Regions from separate parts of the Mus musculus genome. Here regions 2, 3, 4, 5 and 6 are each linked to region 1. Evidence: chromatin contacts called from public HiChIP or PLAC-seq data. All regions are on one chromosome and are shown on one strand. Each heading gives the region's core, a stretch centred on a gene start, on an enhancer-like site or on the middle of the called end of the contact. The rest is flanking DNA. Distances are from core to core; before and after follow the strand shown.

What was found. HiChIP or PLAC-seq counts read pairs in DNA pulled down with a chosen protein or histone mark.
Region 2: a contact with region 1 is called in an H3K4me3 HiChIP or PLAC-seq map of craniofacial prominence, with 5 times the contacts expected there. The contact joins two enhancer-like sites. A contact is called at or near these places in 1 of 15 datasets of contacts at CTCF or cohesin (the NIH/3T3 cell line), 1 of 484 Hi-C or Micro-C datasets (bone marrow-derived macrophages), 14 of 115 datasets of contacts at active chromatin or transcription factors (the NIH/3T3 cell line, bone marrow-derived macrophages, craniofacial prominence and 8 more) and 1 of 9 other capture datasets (embryonic stem cells).
Region 3: a CTCF HiChIP or PLAC-seq map of the NIH/3T3 cell line shows a contact between it and region 1, with 9 read pairs. The contact joins two enhancer-like sites. A contact is called at or near these places in 1 of 39 promoter capture datasets (the C10 cell line), 1 of 15 datasets of contacts at CTCF or cohesin (the NIH/3T3 cell line), 14 of 484 Hi-C or Micro-C datasets (the G1E-ER4 cell line, the N1E-115 cell line, the STO cell line and 9 more), 11 of 115 datasets of contacts at active chromatin or transcription factors (the NIH/3T3 cell line, bone marrow-derived macrophages, craniofacial prominence and 7 more) and 1 of 9 other capture datasets (embryonic stem cells).
Region 4: a contact with region 1 is called in a CTCF HiChIP or PLAC-seq map of the NIH/3T3 cell line, with 5 read pairs. The contact joins two enhancer-like sites. A contact is called at or near these places in 1 of 15 datasets of contacts at CTCF or cohesin (the NIH/3T3 cell line), 2 of 484 Hi-C or Micro-C datasets (embryonic stem cells and granulosa cells), 5 of 115 datasets of contacts at active chromatin or transcription factors (craniofacial prominence, embryonic basal ganglia, embryonic midbrain and 1 more) and 1 of 9 other capture datasets (embryonic stem cells).
Region 5: a CTCF HiChIP or PLAC-seq map of the NIH/3T3 cell line shows a contact between it and region 1, with 5 read pairs. The contact joins two enhancer-like sites. A contact is called at or near these places in 1 of 15 datasets of contacts at CTCF or cohesin (the NIH/3T3 cell line), 1 of 484 Hi-C or Micro-C datasets (embryonic stem cells), 5 of 115 datasets of contacts at active chromatin or transcription factors (the NIH/3T3 cell line, embryonic hindbrain, embryonic stem cells and 1 more) and 2 of 9 other capture datasets (embryonic stem cells and embryonic tail).
Region 6: an H3K4me3 HiChIP or PLAC-seq map of embryonic forebrain shows a contact between it and region 1, with 5 times the contacts expected there. The contact joins two enhancer-like sites. A contact is called at or near these places in 12 of 115 datasets of contacts at active chromatin or transcription factors (bone marrow-derived macrophages, craniofacial prominence, differentiating embryonic stem cells and 5 more) and 2 of 9 other capture datasets (embryonic stem cells and embryonic trunk).

The regions. Positions count from the first base shown.
Region 1 is chr10:120,271,142-120,274,300 of GRCm38.p6, forward strand. No RefSeq gene overlaps it. Among named protein-coding and RNA genes, the nearest start is that of Llph, 46 kb to the left of the region's middle. Within about 2 kb of position 1,655, at least 69 of the 459 cell types and tissues checked have an H3K27ac peak or open chromatin away from gene starts, as enhancers often do. A contact at or near this core is called in the NIH/3T3 cell line, craniofacial prominence, embryonic forebrain and 2 more, where this site is marked.
Region 2 is chr10:120,743,670-120,746,828 of GRCm38.p6, forward strand. No RefSeq gene overlaps it. Among named protein-coding and RNA genes, the nearest start is that of Gm35182, 7.2 kb to the right of the region's middle. Within about 2 kb of position 1,597, at least 150 of the 459 cell types and tissues checked have an H3K27ac peak or open chromatin away from gene starts, as enhancers often do. A contact at or near this core is called in the NIH/3T3 cell line, craniofacial prominence and embryonic forebrain, where this site is marked.
Region 3 is chr10:120,693,088-120,696,246 of GRCm38.p6, forward strand. It overlaps Gm35062 (a long non-coding RNA gene), which reads left to right. Exons shown (of 3, transcript XR_872122.1): 2 at 1,513-1,724; 3 at 2,064-2,092. Among named protein-coding and RNA genes, the nearest start is that of Gm35062, 6.3 kb to the left of the region's middle. Within about 2 kb of position 1,599, at least 25 of the 459 cell types and tissues checked have an H3K27ac peak or open chromatin away from gene starts, as enhancers often do. A contact at or near this core is called in the NIH/3T3 cell line and tail fibroblasts, where this site is marked.
Region 4 is chr10:120,664,103-120,667,261 of GRCm38.p6, forward strand. No RefSeq gene overlaps it. Among named protein-coding and RNA genes, the nearest start is that of Gm35062, 23 kb to the right of the region's middle. Within about 2 kb of position 1,634, at least 76 of the 459 cell types and tissues checked have an H3K27ac peak or open chromatin away from gene starts, as enhancers often do. A contact at or near this core is called in the NIH/3T3 cell line, where this site is marked.
Region 5 is chr10:120,644,732-120,647,890 of GRCm38.p6, forward strand. No RefSeq gene overlaps it. Among named protein-coding and RNA genes, the nearest start is that of 4930471E19Rik, 10 kb to the left of the region's middle. RefSeq lists an enhancer at 1,312-3,159. Within about 2 kb of position 1,665, at least 86 of the 459 cell types and tissues checked have an H3K27ac peak or open chromatin away from gene starts, as enhancers often do. A contact at or near this core is called in the NIH/3T3 cell line, where this site is marked.
Region 6 is chr10:120,551,739-120,554,897 of GRCm38.p6, forward strand. No RefSeq gene overlaps it. Among named protein-coding and RNA genes, the nearest start is that of Gm34952, 25 kb to the left of the region's middle. RefSeq lists an enhancer at 220-1,859. Within about 2 kb of position 1,578, at least 93 of the 459 cell types and tissues checked have an H3K27ac peak or open chromatin away from gene starts, as enhancers often do. A contact at or near this core is called in craniofacial prominence, embryonic forebrain and embryonic limb bud, where this site is marked.

The DNA.
Region 1 (3,159 bases), core at 405-2,904:
TTAGAGTTCTTCTTCCTGGAGCTCAATAGATAGACCAGGCTAGCTTCTAACTCATAGATCTGTCTGCTGCTGCCCCCAGCTAATAAGTAGTAGCGATTGAAAATGACCTGTTTGAAGAGTTGAATCAGCTTTGCTTAACGCTATCAAATAAAATACATTGAGAGAGAGAATGGTTTCTGTCCTGGTCAATACGAGAGACTCGCTGATGGCATGTGACTTTCAGAAGCCATGAGATCTGTCCATTGGCAGCCAGTGGAGCTGGTGTGGTTAGTGCCACCGGTAAGTGAGCCACTGAGTGGGCTCCTGATGGGATGAATTTCATTAGGTGTCAGGCTTTGAGCTGAGTGGCTAAGATGCATGGAGGTGGTGTGTGAGAAAGGAAGGACCCTGCAGGCCAGAGCAGGGAGGGAGGCTCTGCTCTGTGTCTCTGGTTTCTTACTCCTCCTTCGTTCTGGTTCTGCCCCGTATATCTAAATATCAGCCCCGTGTACTAAATATCAGCTTCCTTCCTTTTTCTTCTACTTCCCTGCCTTCTCTCTCTCTCTCTCTCTCTCTCTCTCTCTCTCTCTCCCTCTCTCTCTCTCTCCTGCCCTTGGTTTCTTCTTTCTCTCTTTCCCTTTTGCTCATCTCCACTCTTCGCCCTTTCCTCCCTCCTACTTCCCCCTTTTGTTCTTTATAATTATTTTAACTTCTCGCCTGCCTGCCTACCTGCCTTCCTTCCTTCTTCTTTTTCTTTCTTTGCTCCTTTCCCCTCCCTCTTCTTTCTTTTCTCCCCCCCCCCCCCGCCCCTCTCTCTCCCCTTTTAGCTAAACCTCCCAAGATCCTTTATTCCTTCGTAATATGACGTCATTCGCAGACCCTTCTCCTTTTCTCTGGCCTCTGAGCTTTGTTACAGTTAGAGCGGTGCTTTCTCAACTCACCTCCCCTGCTGGCCCTGCCCCAGATAGGGTATTTCCAGGTCAGAGGTGAGTAGGACTCTACTCTGCCCTCCCAGGATCTCTATACTCGTTTTCGTTAAAGCGACACTCGCAGAGGTGGCTCCCTAGGGCAAAGGAGGTAGCTTTGATTGTGAACACACTCAAAAAAACGGGTTTCCCGAGGCTTTCATGAACACTAGCTAATTCCAATTTGCCGCAGCTTGGTGGGGATGGAACACTCATTTCTTCCAGCTTGGACTTACAGGCTGCCTCTCTGTGGAATGCTAACCACCACCGAGCCGGCCAGGCTGCTTGATGGAGGGTCCAGACTATCGGATTCAGTGGAAACTACAGGGGGAGTTTGAGGGGAGCAGAATGTAATTACTTGAGCTGGACTCGGGCCAGCATTCTGGAGTTAACACAACTGGCCTTAGAGAGTCCGCTGTAAGATCTCCGGTGGCCACAAATGGTTAGGTCTGTGGTTTTAGGTTTCTTCAGAAAGGTAAACAGCACAGTTGAGCACAGTGCCCCCTAACACCACGCGGGCATCTTATTCACAGGGACCCAGGGAGAAAGAGGCCACCTACGGAATCAGAAACACCGTTTCCTGAAGTACCTTCTTGTCCCTGGGAGGTCTCTCATCCCTAGTCAGAACCTGACAAGCTCGCAGGCTGAGTGCTACGGCTGCCAGACTAAATTATGCGCTTATCATTTCTCCCCGTGTTGTCTGGGATTCCAGCAACCAAACAGTGGGGAACTCCTGATTCACATTTCTGCTCAAAACACACTCGTCGTCGTTTCTCCTCTCTGTAAAGCTCCCGGATCCCACAGTCCAAGTTAAACACAACTGGAATTTCCCTATAAGTCAAAAAAAAGTATTAATTCCGAGACCACATATTTTTCTTCTTGTAGGGTACATACGCATTTAAACACAGCACATGGGGCAGATCATCTGAAAACGGGGAAAAGCTCGGAGGGAAAAACAAAACAAACAAAAACAAACAAACAAACTAAGAGAGCAGAGATTTGGTTGGGTGTCTGACCCTGCAATGGGAATTTTCCTCTGTGGTTTGCTGGGAGAATACTAAAGGCCAGGCTGGAAGTTTCTATACCACATAGATCTTCAATGAGGGTGACTTAGGGCGGGAAGGAAGTAAGATGAGTCTTGGGCACTATTAGGGTGGCATGCGGCTGAACTAATGAATCCTGGGCTCTGGCACATCTGAGCTCTCTGGACTGTAACAGTCATCTTTTATGAATTAAAACGGCAATCTAAAGTTTTATAAATGTTAGCTCTTCTAATTGACGGTGGCCTGTCTAACGCAGAGGAAGTCGAGAATATCTCTCCCCTTGTTTCCCTTTTCACTTCTGCAAGTTCAATCTTCAGGAACTCCGACAAGGTCTTCATTTTTATGACGACCCACGCTGACTCCCAAATATATGATTTTTTTTTTCGCCCAGTAATGTTTGTGCCCATCTGGTTTGAATTTAGCATTCTTATGAGTCACTTCACTGTGATAGGAACACTCTGCTATAGAAAACTTCTGTTAATATTTTAACATTTTAAATCAAACATGCACACAGCATTACCCAAGTCTCCTTGCAATTACAGAAAACCCATGCCCTCTGTCCTTCATGGTTGCTGCCTTCACATTTATTTTCCTTAAATTGAACATAGTACACAGTAAATAAGTGTGCATCCCAGACAGATGTGGTGTGTGGTAAATAAGTGTGCATCCCAGACAGATGTGGTGTGTGGTAAATAAGTGTGCATCCCAGACAGATGTGGTGTGTGGTAAATAAGAGTGCATCCCAGACACATGTGGTGCGGAGTAAATAAGTGTGCATCCCAGACACATGTGGCGAGTGGTAAATAAGTGTGCATCCCAGACAGATGTGGTGTGTGGTAAATAAGTGTGCATCCCAGACAGATGTGGTGTGTGGTAAATAAGTGTGCATCCCAGACGCATGCTCAGCAGCATGGACCAGTGTATCCCTTTACTGCCTGAGAGCCTTTTGCAGCACCGTTTGCCTCGAGAGTAGGAGGGATGGCTGACTCTATAGGAAGTCATTTCCGTCTCATGGCTGACACTTAACCCATTTAAAAGAGCCCCATTTATTTTGCCCTCAACATAGACTTTATAACTTATGTTTTACTACCCAAATTTCCTGAAGCTTGTTTGAACCCATTTTCCTTTTACTGCTGGACAAAGTTTCTCAGAGTAGTCTTTAAGGCGAGAGG
Region 2 (3,159 bases), core at 347-2,846, 470 kb after region 1:
ACAGTGTACTCACATACATAAAATAAATAATTCTTAAAAAAAAAAAAAGATATGCGAGAACATGGGAGGAATGACCACCCCCTTCATGTGATAACTTACTTCTTCCTCCTCCCAGAATGCCCTCTGCTGATGCAGCCACTTGCATAGCTTTGCAGAACCTGCCTACTCTACGGCCCAGAAACCTCAGTATGCTTTCAGTGACACACTGGACTTTCCCATCTCTTCCCTGAAGCTTGCCTGCTCCTTCTACCAAGCTGCTGCTTGGCTGTCTACTGCTGAAAATGGCAGGGTCCTTGCCTCTTAACTCAAAAGACATGTCTCGCCTCCCTCTCTCCCTCTTTCTTCCTCTCTTCCTCTCTGTCTCTCTGTGTGTCCCTCTCTCTCTGTCTCTCTCTCTCTCTCTGTTTCTCTCTGTGTGTCTCTGTCTCTCTTTTTCTCTGTCTCTCTCTTCCTCCCCTCTTGGCAGCTGCCAAAACTTACAGTTTGTCTACTCTGTTTCTTTTCTCTCAAACTCTAATAAACTTGTCCCAGAGTTTCCTTGGAGTCCATTTCTAAAGTCTTTTATTAACAAGAGTAAAAACCCCCAAGGAGGGAACCCCCAGTTATCCCAGAAACAATAATGCTAGATCCAAGAAAAGGGAGCTCTCAGGGTTCCCGCCTTTCACACAGCTGACCCAAACCAAATAGTTATTTGCCAGTCGCTCAACCATCTTACACCAAACACCTCAATTCCTCCCTCAGCAGCCCATCAGGTGGGTGCTTCGACCTCGGTCTAAGCTCCTGGCACCCCTCTTTCTTCTGGCCACTCATTTGATTGCCCTCTGCATTGCTCCTTTGAGGTCTGCCGGCAGGGTTTTAGAGAGAGTGTGTGCCTCTGCCCGAGGTAACAGGATTTAGCTTTGTGTGATAGGAAGCCCGGCGCCCGCCATGTGCTGGAGTGTGGATGCTCTTTGTTAAGCTCCCGGGGTCTGGAAGGAAGCAGCTATGCTCTTGTTTAATTCCATATGAGCGGCTTTTTTATTTTTACAAATAGTCCTCTTGCTGTTAGGGAGAGTGAGGGGCATAAATCATCATGTCTTTGGCAGCCAGGATTTCGTGAGCATGGTCCTCATTAAAGTCTTTAGTTGCAGGGTTCCTGGAGACCTTGCTTTGATACCAAAAAAACATCAAACTGAAGCGCCACGGTGGGGGGGGGGGTGGCATGGAGAGGAAGGGGTGGAAACTCGGGAGGACCTCAGAATTGCTGTTGGGAAGCAGCGGGGAAATACTAGGCAGCTACCAAAAAAAAAAAAAAAAAAAAAAGTAAAAATTGCAGGAGTTATATAGCTCCTTGCTGCAGAGTCCAATCAGCACCCCCCCACACACACACCCGCCAGTCCCCCCCCCCCAAAAAAAAACCCACAAAGGCACAGAAAGCTACAGCAGCCAGAAGAACGGTCGCTGGAGATGGTGAGGGAGGGGTTGGGGGGAGGAGAAAAGTTCTCGGAGCTTTTCCCTCTCCAGACCTCTGCCCAGCAGGCCTTGGACCTCAAGGAACTAACCTTTTCCTAAGGCCTGATCTCCCCGCTGGGAGGGAATCCAATCCCCGGGCAAAGGTCGCCCGGAATAGCGCTGTGCTGCTGGCTGCGCTGTTCATTCACAAAATGAGCTCCTTTGTGATAAAGTGGGGAGAGCAGCCCGCTTGTGTGCATTCCAGGCTGGTGGTAGGAGAGCCGCCAATAGCCGCCCAGGCAGTGGGAACTCTGGCACTAGCAGCTCCTTTTTCAGAGTCGTAGCGGCCCTTCGGAGCCCCGCGCCTCCAATTCCAAGAAATCAAAGCATGTTTTAAATGTGGGGGTGGGGGGGGGTAGTGTTTGGTGGTGGCAGTTTCAAGGAACCCAGCAGTGACTGTTTTTGAAAAGTGAAAATCCTGGCTGAATCCATCTATTTTGACTGGAAGTCACAAAAATGTACCAGGCAAAGGGCCAGGCACAAGGAGCCATTCTTAAAAATCGCCCCATGGACCGGAGGAAAACCCCTTTGAGTTTTAGGTTTTTTGGTTTTGGTTTTGGTTTTGGTTTGGTTTTTGGTGTTTGATTTTTGGTGTTTAATTTTTCGGAGCAGGGTTTCTCTGTGTAGCCCTGGCTGTCCTGGAACTCACTCTGTAGACCAGGCTGACCTTGAACTCAGAAATCTGCCTGCCTCTGCCCCCCAAGTGCATGTGCCACCACTGCCTGGACCCCTTTGAGTTTTGTGTTTGGTTAAACCAAGATGAGCTGCTTCCAGAGCAGAGAGATTCATTCCTGCTGGAGCCTGTATCCTCATGTCAGTACTAAAGACACACACCAGTTGGTCTTCCCTGCCTGACCAGGCAATACTTTTTCTTTATGCAGACAAGCAATAGTCAATGTCTTTTTAAAGGCCTGAAAGAGGGAGTGTTAGCCAAAGTCACAGGGGAAAGGACAGGGCAGTGACAGAGGAGTCACCCAAGTTCAGCTTTCTGTGGCAGTGTCTGCTGATCCTGGCAGCCCTGTCCTCCCTAGTCACTTCCCAGGGAACTTACAGCCCAGCTTGTCCATTCTCCATTCCTATGTATAAACTGGCATTGCAGGGATCTACACACAACGTAAATCCTCAGTGTCATTTGGGAAACGTGTTACACTTGAAAACCAGTTTGAACATGTGTGCTCGTGCACAGACACACAGAGGGGGTGAGGGGGCAGTCTGGATTATATAGGGAGAAACCTCAGAGGGAAGGGCAGCCCAGCCCCTGGGTTAAAAAGTTCAAGGTTGGGGTCAAGGTGTGCCAGGAAGGGACTGAGGGACTCTGGGAGACCCTGGAGACCAGGTCTGCTCCATTGTGTAAAATATGTACCTCGACTCCTTGTCCCAGGGTCCGAAACCAAAGGACGACCAATTTCTCAAGTCTTTATCTGCGTATAGACTATGCAGGAACTAGCAATATGTGGATGTACGTATGTGTGAGTCTCGTTACCTTCCACCCTTCACAGAGGTCACCAACAATGGGAAGTGGCGATTGCTCCTGGTTCTGAAGGCAGACCTCAGAACTCTTGTCCTTGTATTTCATTTGTGCCTTGGATTGCTGGTTTATCAAAGGGTGTCTGTACAGCAGGACCTCGTAGACTGGAACACCCAGCAGTCTGATGCTTGTACGTCCTA
Region 3 (3,159 bases), core at 349-2,848, 420 kb after region 1:
TCTGCCCAGGTCCTCCTTTCTCATCCATGGTTCACATCCCATCACCTAACACTGCTCACAATCATCCGGGGAGACACACTTTCACTTACACACTTTTCAAACAGGAAGTTAAGAAAGCACAATGGAACCGAGGCTGAGCTGAGCTATTGTCCTGGAAAAAGATCTCATTACAATGATATGAAAGGGTTTTGTTTTTTGGGGTTTTGGTTTTTTTGGGGGGCTGTAAAACAGGAGGCATATTTATGCCCTCCTAAAGATGAATAGACTTATTTATAGGTAGGCAGACATTCCATATGATAAGCTAAAATTAATCATGCTGCTGAAGAGGTTGGAGTCCAAATTAAATATAGAAGGGCAGCCCGGCTCTTCCTCTGGTGTGCTTTAATGAAGACTACAGAGGCCGGAGAAATATTTATATTCTTTCATTCATATTTTCGGAATTGCCTCATGTCTCAGTCCAGACACACCCCACACCCCCATCCACACACACAATCTCTCATTTAAGGGAAGGAACTTCAAAATGAACGTGGATATTCTCAACTCAGTGTATCTTGAAGAAGAAGAAGAGGAGAAGAGGAGGAGGTAGAGGAAAGGAAGAAAGGAAAAGAGAGGGGTGAGAGAGGGGGGGTATTAGTGGGACTGCTCTTTTTAAAAACAGCAGCTCCCTTAAAACCAGATGACTTCCGTGGGTGATACACATGGGGTTCACCTACCAGTACTTTGTACAGCACATGATGTCTTAGGGGGAGTGAGTGAGTGAGAGAGAGACTTGGACCAGTACTTAGACTGTCTTTAGGTGACTGCCATAGGTTTCCCCAGTGAGCGCCATAGATAAGGGTTCTTTCCCAAGCTGCCTAACTGCCTGTGGTTGACAAAAGTCCCTGTCAAGCACTTGGGGTAATGTAGTTAAAGATGGATGCTAGTGGTGAGGGAAGACTCTTTAAGCCAAATGTCTTGCTGCCTTCTCCTGATGAAGTTCAAGGGTAGAGATGACCTGTCTTCCTATGTTTCCTATTAACAGTAGGACTAGAGACCTCAGCTGAACTGCAGAATCGAGGGTCAGGAAGAGACTCCTAATTATTCTGGTCTTGAGTCAGGCTTAAATGATATCTCTTCCATTCTGGCTCCACATCCAGATTCTCTCTGCAGAGTCACATAGCTGGATCATGGCACCCCAAGTGAGAAAATAACATCTTCAGACAGTGGGAGATAAGGAGGCAGAGGAGTGTCCCAGGCCTGGGCGGGGGGCGGGGGAGGGGCGTGCATGTTGATATCACTGAGTTATGAACTATTTCCTTTTAATCCGGTTTCAAAAGATGACTTCCTCCATATGTGATTAATTCTGCCTATAACTACAAGGAACTGCATATTTTAGAGCCGGAGTGTCATCAGTACGAATGTTTAAACAATCTCTGTGGTCTCTTTCCCACACACTGATTTAACATGTATATAAAAAGGCTTTCGGAATGAGCGTTTCACATTTGCTTCTCGAACTTCACCGTCTGTTTTCAGTAAATCGTGAAGATGAAACTCTCCCCATTCATGCCTGGAGCGCTGGCCAATTGCAACTGCGGAATGCGCATTCAGGACCTCTCACGAATGCGGTTCCCTTCTCGCGAACCCAGCCCGCCCAGCCTGCCGCCTGTTCTTTCCCCAACGAAATCAACAAGACCGCAGCGGAAAGGTTTCATGGTCAAGAAGGCTGACCTAGTCTCCTAATGAATGTGAGAACAGTAGGGGCCACATAGGTTCAAGTCCTCCCTCCCTCCTACATTTGCATCTGTCCCCACCCTGTAATGGCCCCAGTTCACATTTTACTGCTGTATTGGGAGCAGAATCTCTTTTCAGTTTAAAGTGTCCCAGGTTGAACTGAGATCTGTATGAGACTGTCTACTGTCACATCCAACTGAGGTCTCTACTGTTCGGTTGCTTTATGTAGGAGAAGGGGGTGGTTTGGTTTGGTCTGGTCTGGCTTTTTGTTTGTTGTCTGTTTTTGTTTGTTTTGCTTTTTGTTTTTTGTTAGTTTGTTTTTTTGTAATTGTTGTTGTCTTTTTTCAAGACAGGGTTTCTCTGTGTAGCCTTGGCTGTCCTGAAACTCACTCTGGAGACTGGCCTCCAACTCACCGAGATCCACCTGTTTCTGACTCCCAAGTGCTGGGCTTAAAGGTGTGTACTGTTGCTACCACCCTCTCAACCTGTGTTTTCTGGCTCTCACCTTGTTTTTTTTTTCTGGGTGTAGCAGCAATTGGTGCTGGAATTCGAATCCCAGCATCTCCTTTCAAGCGGGCGAAACCGTCAGAAACCAATCTCAGAGTTAACAAAGTTAGCTAACAAAGACAAGACCTCTGCAAAACGGAAGACCACAACGTCCCCATCCCGGACGTCATCTGCTGCCCTTCTTGACCTGACTCAGGAGATAAACGCCCATTCTCCAGGGCGGGCAAGTAAAGTCATTAGAGCATAGACAGTGGGAGAGAGTGGCTCCTCTCCCTGATAAGATGGAAACAGAGAACCAAAGACCCTTGAAGAAGGGAGGAGAGGTGGCAGAGGTGGAGACTGCAGGCAGAGGCAGTTTACAAGGGCAGAGGCAAAATGGAGTCTTTTGTTTGGAATTTCAAAACAGCCAAGACAGAGCATTAAGGCAAGTCAAGGGTTTTTTTGTTTTTGTTTTTGTTTTTTTTTCTGAGCAGGAAGGCTAGTGTGAGGTGCCACAAGGACTGTGTTCAGACAGCAGGCCCTCCTCAGAAGAGATAAATTGTTGATGTGCCTAGCAAATATTCTCTGAAAGGTTCCCCAACCTCAGACGGTACCACCAGTATTCAGGGCAGAACTACGGGCTTCCCAGTGTACCCAGAGACTGAAGAGCACAGCCCCCCTCCCAGTTGTCTGTTTTCATTACAATTAAACATTCTACATTCTGGGAAAGAGAGAGTCCGCAAGCAGGAGGTAAATATTTTTGCCATCTTTGAAAAAAGGATGAAGGCTGAGAGTCACAAAATTACATTGATTTAAAGAAGTAGGGGAAATTGATATGTTTTGCTCACTTCGGTTTGTAGGCTGAAATTTATTCCACATATGTCTTTATAAATATTTAAGTATATAAAACCAAATGTTTAATATAAGATCCACATTGTAAATATTCCTTTGAGAGTATTTTTC
Region 4 (3,159 bases), core at 384-2,883, 390 kb after region 1:
GAACAAACACACATTTATTGAAAATCTGGAATATACAAATTAACAAACAACTTATGCTCTAATGCAGTGGTTCTCAACCTGTGGGGCATGGGGTCCATGGTGACCCCTTGGGGGGGTGGGGGTCACATCTCAGATATCCTGCCTCTCAGATACTTACATTGCAATTCGTAACAGTAGCAACATTACAGTTACGAAGTAGCAACAAACTAGTTTAATGGTCCGGGGTCACCACAGCATGAGGAAATATCACAGCTTTAAGAAGGTTGAGAGTCACTGCAAATGCTTCTTCCTTCCCTTCTGAACTTTCTGAAAACCAGCCATGGTCTCCTATGTGCACAGAGAACTCTTAGACTGGCATCCCCACAGACAAAACCCACTCTCCTTGACTCTCAGTAGAGCAACTGTGTTATGCTGTGTCAATTGTGCTTGCCGCTTGCGCCGTGTGTGCATAGATGTGGGAAGACCTCAGCTTCTGCCTTCTCTCCTCCCCTATTCCCCTCGTGATAATAGAAACTGCAACAGGACCCTCAGAGACCTTAGCCATAGTGGTTAGAGGAAGTGAAATATACTAGAGACTTGGTATTGCTCCCAAGTTCTGAAAGTCTCCACACAGTCTCTACAGAAAAGACAAGAAGGTCCCCACCTACCACCTCAAATATCTCTAGCTGAAACTTGTTCTCTAGACATTCGTATTTCAAATGCTGTCTAAAACTGTTGGTTATTTGGAGCCAATTAATTAGTGATATTACAATTAAAACAATAATTGTAAAGTACGATGCGGCCTGCTGTATAGAGAGTCAAATGGCGGAGGAAGGACAGCCTGGAGACTAACTCCTACTATGGATGACACCATTTCCATGGGAACATGCACTCTGAATTCCAGATAACTCATTCACACACTGATTTTTGGGAATACAACCCTTTAGTAGGTTGAAGACTGACTAACAATATCAAATATCTTAATGAAATTTTTATCAGTGTATTTTAAAGTATATTCTTTGGATTTTGTCTTAAGAGGTTGAAGCAATTCTAGTGCTTCAGAGACATAACTAAAGGAGAACTTGGGGTTTTCTGGAGGACCAGTAGAACCCAGCTATGTCTTATGATTTTCATATTTATAGGACCAATCATTTAAAGACAAACAGAATCACTCGTGTTATTGGCGGGCTTGCCAACTTGATTTCCCAAGGCTCAGTCATTTCAGCTTACCTGGGACAGATGCATGCACTGTCTGGGAGAACATTGGAGAAATATTTTTGTCATCATTTCAAAAGCATGTGCTATATGTAGTAGAAACAGCAACCTGTCTAAAAACCTTTATTATCCCGACAGTGCTAATGAGTTCCCACTCGCAAGGAGAGATGGCATTTAATTGCTTTCAAACTTTTCTTCCTTCTTGAGCAGCTTCTAGAGAATACATAACTATTTTTTCCTTCATCATTACATCCTGGGTCTCCGGTACATTTTTTTAAATTAAAGACTGAGAGCCGAGAAAGTGCATTTATGGTGGACCCTTTGTCTGAAATTTAAACCTGAGCAGAAGAACTGCATCCTGTGAGTGGAAGGGTGTGGGGCTGGCCAGAAGACTGAATTTTGGCTCCAACGCCTAAGTTCAGTGGCTTCAAGGAAGTTACTCACCAGAGAGCCCCATTATCTTCATCCGAACAAATGAGGTTTGGCATCAGTGCCTGTGAGTTCCTCTCCAGCCCTCTGTTTTGTTTTTGTGGTTGGAAATAATGCAAGGATTTGGGGGATGCAATCTTCCAAAACTCCAGGCTCTCCACTTACCACTTCAGGGGAAGCAGAGAGCCTGCCAATATCACTTTTGCTTTCAGTTCCTGTCAACATGAACTGTGCTTAAACAAAGAGTCAGTTAGTCCTCTGAGAAAGTTTAGCTTAGCTTCCCTTTCCTTCTCCTCGCTTTCCCCTTTCCGCATTTCCTTCTTCGTTCCTCCCCTCAGCCTTCCTTCCTTCCTTTTAAGTCTTAGACAGGCAGGCAAGGGAAGGGAAGGGAAGGGAAGGGAAGGGAAGGGAAGGGAAGGGAAGGGAAGGGAAGGGAAGGGAAGGGAAGGGAAGGGAAGGGAAGGGAAGGGAAGGGAAGGGAAGGGAAGGAGGAGTGGTGAGAGAGAAGAGAGAAGAAAAGAGGCAGACACAACAGCTCTGGCTTGCAAATACAGAGTGGGTCAGGATCTAACCTAGGGAAAGTCCTCAAGTGTAGGAATTTCTAGTGTCCAGGAGTTTAATGAAGCGAACCAAGACACCACTTATGGCACCAGCCAATTGTCCCTATTCCAGACCATTCATCTGCAAGGGCTTTGCTGGCCTTCAGCTTTCAGATGCCAACTCCCGGAGGCATAGCACCTGCTCAGGAAGAAATGAACAGGAGGCATCCTTGGTCTTCTGCAGTAATAGAATTGCCTTTGTCCTGCCCTTGAGTTATCTTACTTTGAATCTTGAGTCTATTTACAGACCATTTTTAGACTTTTATTGTCTCACATCAATGTTTCTTCACTTTTAAATCTCATGATCCAAGAGGGCGGGGTGGGGATGAGTCGCGCATCTAGGCTGGGAGGGCAAGAAGGCTGAGAGGAAATGGCATGGGGCAGAGAGAAGAGCCTGCCCGTGGGAAGAGGAACAGCAGACAAAAATGTGACCAAATGAGAGCAGCCGATGGATGAAACAGGAGGCATGTGAATGAAAACCAAACATCATAACTGAATATAGCCAGGAGGTCTCTACTTCAGGGAATTACAATCCCAGCAGGAAAACGTTACAACAAATACTTCAACAGTTACAACCAGGATAGATCGCAATGAAGAAGTACTTAAGAGTTACTGACCCGGTCCAGGAGGTGAGAAGGAAGGTGCTCAAGTTGGATATTTTTATACCTCCCCCCCCCCCCCCAAATAGAAATCTAAAACTAACTTACATTGCAATACGGTGTTTTGTTTGTTTTCCCCAAATGAAACCCAAGTACGCACCCTGCTCTACCCCACCCTCCACCCCCACACGGAAAGCTTCCTTCCAAGTCTGTGTCCTTTAGGTCTCATTATGGCCACGCTCCCTGCCCTGCTTCCCAAGCCGGATGTGGAGCGCCACCTAGAGTTTGACTGACACATTCTCACACATACCACAAGGATGCTTTAAATCCCAGGATAT
Region 5 (3,159 bases), core at 415-2,914, 370 kb after region 1:
TATCCCACTGATGAATGAATAAGCTAATGTTACAAAAGAGGTGGTTTCTTAGTGGACTTAGTAATTATTTATCTCCCACATTTGCTATCTAGATAATTTAATCTTTACTGGAAAAAATATATATATAAAGATCTTCCTATAAAGCTATGCTTTTAAAAAGCCTTTCTCTTACTCTTGGTTGAAAAACTGTGTTGTATACTAATTCTAGATAAAGTGGTATTTGCTTTTCTTATAAAATCCTCACAGCAGCAGATTTGGAACAATTCTCTCACTGCTCAATACCAAGTAATCAGCCCTGAAATCATCCATACCCTTGCAGCACTACCCAGACTCAGTACAGTATGGCTATACATACTTATGTGCATCTGTGCATGTGATATGTGTGTATATATATATATATATATATATATATATATATATATATATATGTGTGTGTGTGTGTGTGTGTGTGTGTGTGTATAGACATATATACATAACCATATATATAACACATACAGATGCATAGATATAGATACAGATAGTTACACACACACACATATATATATACACATATATGTGTGTGTATAACAGCAAAACAGATATATGTAAAAATAATAATTAGAGGGGAAAGGCCATCAATTTAAGAGTGGGTGAGGGGGAGGCATGAAAGGAGTGGTGGAAAGAAAGGAGAGGGGCAAAGTATTGTAATTATATTTTAATTAAAATAAACATGAATGATTATGGGGAAAAGAAAAAGCTTTTGGAAAACTGGAGATAGGACATAGAGCGCTTGCTGACCATGTGTAAAACCCTGGGTTTGATCCCCAGCAGTGGGGTGAGGGAGGATTTTCAGCCCATACACCATACCCCTTGTCATTTACGTCTGCAGGATCTTTGTATAGGGCAGGCAAAGTGTGTTCCCCAAATTTACCATATGATTTGCTCTGGCCAATGGAATGCAAGAAGATGCTTGCTTGTGCCTCTGGTTTAAAGTGTCCCATTAGAGCAAGTCCCAGTCAGCCATTCACCCCAGAATGAGATAGATGAAGGCAACTTGAACATATTCATTGAGCAAGATGAAATCTCACTGCCTATATTCACATCCTCCCTGGAGGTAGGGAGGGGGGGGGGGGGAGAGAGAAAGAAAGATTCAGAAGGGAGAAAGAAAGAGACAGACAGACAGAGAAGAGACAGATGGGAGACAGAGAAAAATGAGAGACAGAGAGAGGGAGATAGACAGACAGACAGAGACAGAGATGGAGAGAGGGAGACAAAAAGAGACAGAGAGGGGGAGACACACACACGCACACACACAGAGAGAGAGAGAGAGAGAGACTATTTGCAGCCACAAGCAACTGAGAGTCAATGCCATTTGCCACCTAGAATTAGAATACTGAAAAAATTGACTAATAGCATTTCAAAGTGCATCATAATGGTTGCCCTCCTAGCTGGAACTGAAAATAGAAGAAACTTCTACCTTCCACTAAGCCAACCTCAGAGGGCATTTTGTGGCCCTTAAATTTTTTTCCTTGAAGGTAAGTACTCTTAAAAACCCCAAAGTGGGTCTTATTTCCTAAAGGAAGTATCATTTAAAATGCTGTTTTTAGGAAGACAAAGTGGCCACGCCCTGAAAATGCACAGGAGAAGAAGTGAGTCCTGTCTGAGCTGCACCACCTCCTCCTGGGTGAGCCACCGCAGTCTGGTAACCGGAATTTTCCAGTAGTAGCCTGGGCATGAGGAAGGGCAGTGTTCTGATCTTAGCGCTAGATTTTCCATTCTTTAGTACCAGAATAGAAAGAGGGTAGAAGTATTCTATTGATGAGTGGAAATGAGAACTTAAAAAGATATTTTTAAAACACTCCATGCAAATAAATAGAATAGTCTTTAAATCCATGGGAAGGAAAAAGAAAAAGCCGTAAGCCCCAGATCAAACCTAGTCGAAATGGTAAACTTTGGTAGGCCAGGGAGGCCATTCTGCAGACCAGCATATGGACACCTTGCTTTGATTAATAATAATGATGATAATAATAATAAACAACTAAGTGCTGAAGAGCACCGTTTTTTGGTTATATGAATAAGCCCTATGAAATCATAGTGAGCAGGACGCTTGTTGAGAGTTAACTGTGTCTAACTCGATTGCTCGAGTGCTATCCAGCCTTCAGCTTGCTCTCGGCAGCGTTAGCCTTGTCCACTGGTCTGAGAGCTGCTTCTGTAAGCAAGCGAGCGAGCAGAGCCAAGCTTCGCTCTCCCGTTGTGTCCAACAGTCTGTGGGCAGGAGCGGAGCCAGAGAAATGATTGCCCTCTTCAAGGCAAACTCCCGGGGAGGGGAATTCCTTTTGAGTTCTTTTTTTAAATTTCTTTTTCTTTTTCTTTTTTTTAACTCCTCTTTAAGAAAGATGATCTGTCTCAGTACCGTGTCTGGTGTTTTCCTGATCACTCTCCACAGCCGGCCTCTGCAGGCCGGCAATCTACTACAGCAATCTGCTTTGTTCCGCCCGGGAGTCCTGTCGTCTCTCAAGGCAGGGAGAATCACCAATGGCATCTCACTTCAACAAATTAGCCACAGTGTTTACACTGCAGGTCCTGGGGCTGGGCTCTCTGGTGTTTCCAGAAATTCCCAGGATTCTAATGTTTTTCCAAGTGGGAGGGTTTTGATGCTATGCATTTGATTTCTCTGGCTTAGCAAACATGAATCCTTATGATCCTGCTGAGTGCTTAAACCCGGAGTCACAGAAACACACACCACACTACACACCATACACACACCACACACACACACATACATACAAACATACCACAACACATCAAACCATACACACACACACACCATACCACACACACACATACACTCACACCACAGTACACCACATACACACTCCCACACACAGAAAAAGAAAGAGACACACAGAGAGAGGATCATAAAGAAAGCGTGGTACAGGGAAGAACGTTTCTAAAAGTTAGGGTGAGATTGGGTCCTAACCCTGCTTCAGGTAGGCTGGCTCTCACTTCCAGCTTGAAGTCTGCGGCGACGCGCAGGCTGGATGTCCCTCGCTCTTCCCTCGGCTTTAACATTCTCTACCTTTGGACCTCTAACTGGTAGCCAAATAGAAATGAATCTTCTTAAGGCAAGGCAGTAGGAAGTACTAGCACCCCAACAGAAGAATCTCATGAAACTCACGT
Region 6 (3,159 bases), core at 328-2,827, 280 kb after region 1:
CAGCCTTAATATTTTTAAGTGTGTGAAAAAGAATGTTTAGAGAGCCTCATGCAAAAAGCTGTTTCGCTTGAACTCAACATCTCCAAACACACAGCCACAGTTAGTTATGCACCGGGAACACACCATCACCCTCCCCGAAATCTCACACTGTAGTTGATTATAAGTATAAATCAATACATGTACCCCGCAGATCGATGGCGAAGAGCCTTAACGATTCCCGCAAAGCCGCCTTTATAGAGTGGAGGAGAATACACAGCTGACAGGGAACCGCTGGGTTATGGCGACCACCCAGGTGGTGCCAGAAGTTGGAAGTAACCCTCCTCCCCCCTGCCCTCCATCAACGCAGCTCAGAACGAATTGGCTTTTCAGGAATGCTGAGAGAAAAGGAAAAGCCGGCCAAATCTTCCCGGCAGAAGTAGTTCCGATCCGGGGATTAGAGTCTGTCAATTAGGGGTGTCCGAATGGGACGGAGGGAAGAAAGAAGGAAGTGCTGCTTAAGTGTCAGGGGAGACTCTTATTTATTTTTATTTTGATTTGATTTTATTTTATTTTTAGGAGGGGGAGCAAGCGCTGGGAACGATTTTTCTTATTCTGCTTGGAAAGGAGTCAGTCCTGATCCAGATTTCCTTCCGGAAGAAACGAATCAAGGACCTTGCTGGCGGAGGGTTGGGAATGGGGGTGGGGGACAACCCTAGGTGGCCCGAGCGTGGTACGGCCTTGTCAGAGGCTATTGTACGGCTAGACCCAAGGCCGTTTCGGTACCCACGCAGCCACTTGCAGGACCGAGCGTGTCTGGATGAGCCAACTGGCCTCCCTCCGCGCCGAGCGCCCCAGCCGTCTGCTCTGCGCACGGGGTCAGGGGGCCCGCGCCGGCAGGGGCGCCTTTGAAGTCTCGGCAGCAGACTGGGTGGGAGATGGATGACCTAGGAGGGACAGGGACGAAGGGGCCCAGCCTGGTTCCCACGATCCGCGGCTCGAGGGGCCACCGCGCAATGCGGGCCGTTGCTGGGGCAGAATGAGAATGAGAGCACGTGGGTGATCTCGGAAAATGCGCGCGCGGGGATATGATCCCTAAATGTGAGCCAGGAGATTTAGCGCATGACGAACCCTAGGGAACGCACAGAAGGCGGCCACCACCGGGAGGGAGGAGGCTGTGACTCTAGGTAGCCTCGGTGAGAGTGAAGGTGGTGTACGTAAGAGGACCCGGAGTAGGATGGAGAGTGTCCTACTGGTTAGGGGGTGGGGTAGGTGTACGTCAGGAGAGGGGACCCGGCAGCGTGCGGGCTCCATGCTGCTGTGCAGATCGGTGTAGCCGTGGGTGCAAGCAGAGAAAAGGCGACCCCGACAGAGGCACGGGGCCCCTGGCCTGGACCGCTGGGCGGCGTCTGCGGAGCATCTGAGCTCAGCCTCCGGGAGCGGGGTTGGAGGGACTAGTTGCAGAGCAGCGACGCCAATGAAGTTGGTAACTTTTTCCCAAAGAGGAAAAAGAAACCGCCAAACAAGGGTCCCCTAGAAGGGTGGGAGCAGTGGCCCAGTTGCCGATAGACTCCACCCCCTCCAGACTCCGCCCCCCTCAGACTGAGGGGCGCCCGGCCTGCAGCCAATGGGCAAATCTACGTTAGGCGTGACTTTGTGGTTCGACCTGAGCCAGGCATGGAGCTGGCTGGTTTCACCTAGTCCAGACTTTGGGTCTGGAGAGAGCTGAAGGTGCTGACTGGCAAGTCAGGGAGCCTGCATCCTCCCGTGGCTTCCTCCAGCCTTTTTGGACATAGATCATAATCTGCCCAGAGACATGTTAGGTAGAGATTACATGCTAAAGGTTCTCCTGAGAGAGAAGAAGCAGTGTTCTCTCTTGCCCTAACTTACTTCTCAAGAGCTCCTCATGTAAGTTTACAAACACATCTGTTCAAAACGGTCAAATATTTGTTGACCTAGAAGTGAAAGTGACACAGAAGGGAAGAGATTCGGGATCTTGGAGGGACAGGATGAGATGAACAAGAAAGGGTTCTGAAGGTCGCCTAAATCATAGCCCCCTTACATTGTGTTTTCCTCTTCATGTTCAGGATGTGATCTTGGGGTGCAAGGTAATTTGGATTCCCTAAGTTATGGTGGTGAGGAACAGAGTATCGAAATGAAGGAAGAGAATAACGGAACAAGTTGCAATAGTAAAAACAAAAAGATGTTTAAGCGGATACATGGTAGGGGGACATTCACAAAGTCACTTTCTGTGGTCTTCAGACTCAACTCACATCCTTGCGTTTGTTGTGCTAGAACGCAGATCTGGATCCTGAGGTAGCTGCAGGTAAAGGTGGGTTGCTGGAGGTAGTGGTAGCCCTAAGGGACCCACCTGCTGTAAGTGTGCTGTGCTGGTGGGTGGCACTCTTGTTTAAAGGTGAGCTTTTGTTTAAAGTTCTGGGTTTGAATCCAAGACCTGGTGTAAATGGCTCTGTGTGTGTGTGTGTCTCTCTGTCTCCCTCCCTCCCATCCTCTCTCCCCCTTCTTTTCTCCTCTCAATTTCCAAATTAGTTCACATTTTTTCTTCCCTCTCACCATGTCTACTAACTTCTAATCTCTGAACAAAGGGAAGCACTGGCCAGCTGACTTTATTTGTTGTATATAAAAGCAAACAGTTGCTCATCAGACAGTCTGTCTCAAAATAACTTTATTTGATGAAAAACGGTTGATTTGTAGCAGCAAATATATCTTTTTTTAAAAAATATTTATTTATTTATTATATGTAAGTACACTGTAGCTGTCTTCAGACACACCAGAAGAGGGCGTCAGATCTTATTACAGATGGTTGTGAGCCACCATGTGGTTGCTGGGAATTGAACTCGGGACCTTTGGAAGAGCAGTCAGTGCTCTTAACCTCTGAGCCATCTCTCCAGCCCCAGCAAATATATCTTATCAAAGACACTATTGTCATTGAGTGTACTGGTGCCATGGGATTGGCTCAATGGGTAAAGTGCTTGAAGAAAAAGAAGAGAAAAGGAAAGAAGAGAAGAGAAAGGAAAGGAAAGGAAAGGAAAGGAAAGGAAAAGAAAAGAAAAGAAAAGAAAAGAAAAGAAAAGAAAAGAAAAGAAAAGAAAAGAAAAGAAAAGAAAAGAAAAGAAAAGAAAAGAGCTGGGTATGGTTTGGCCTGGTTAGTAACCCCAGAAC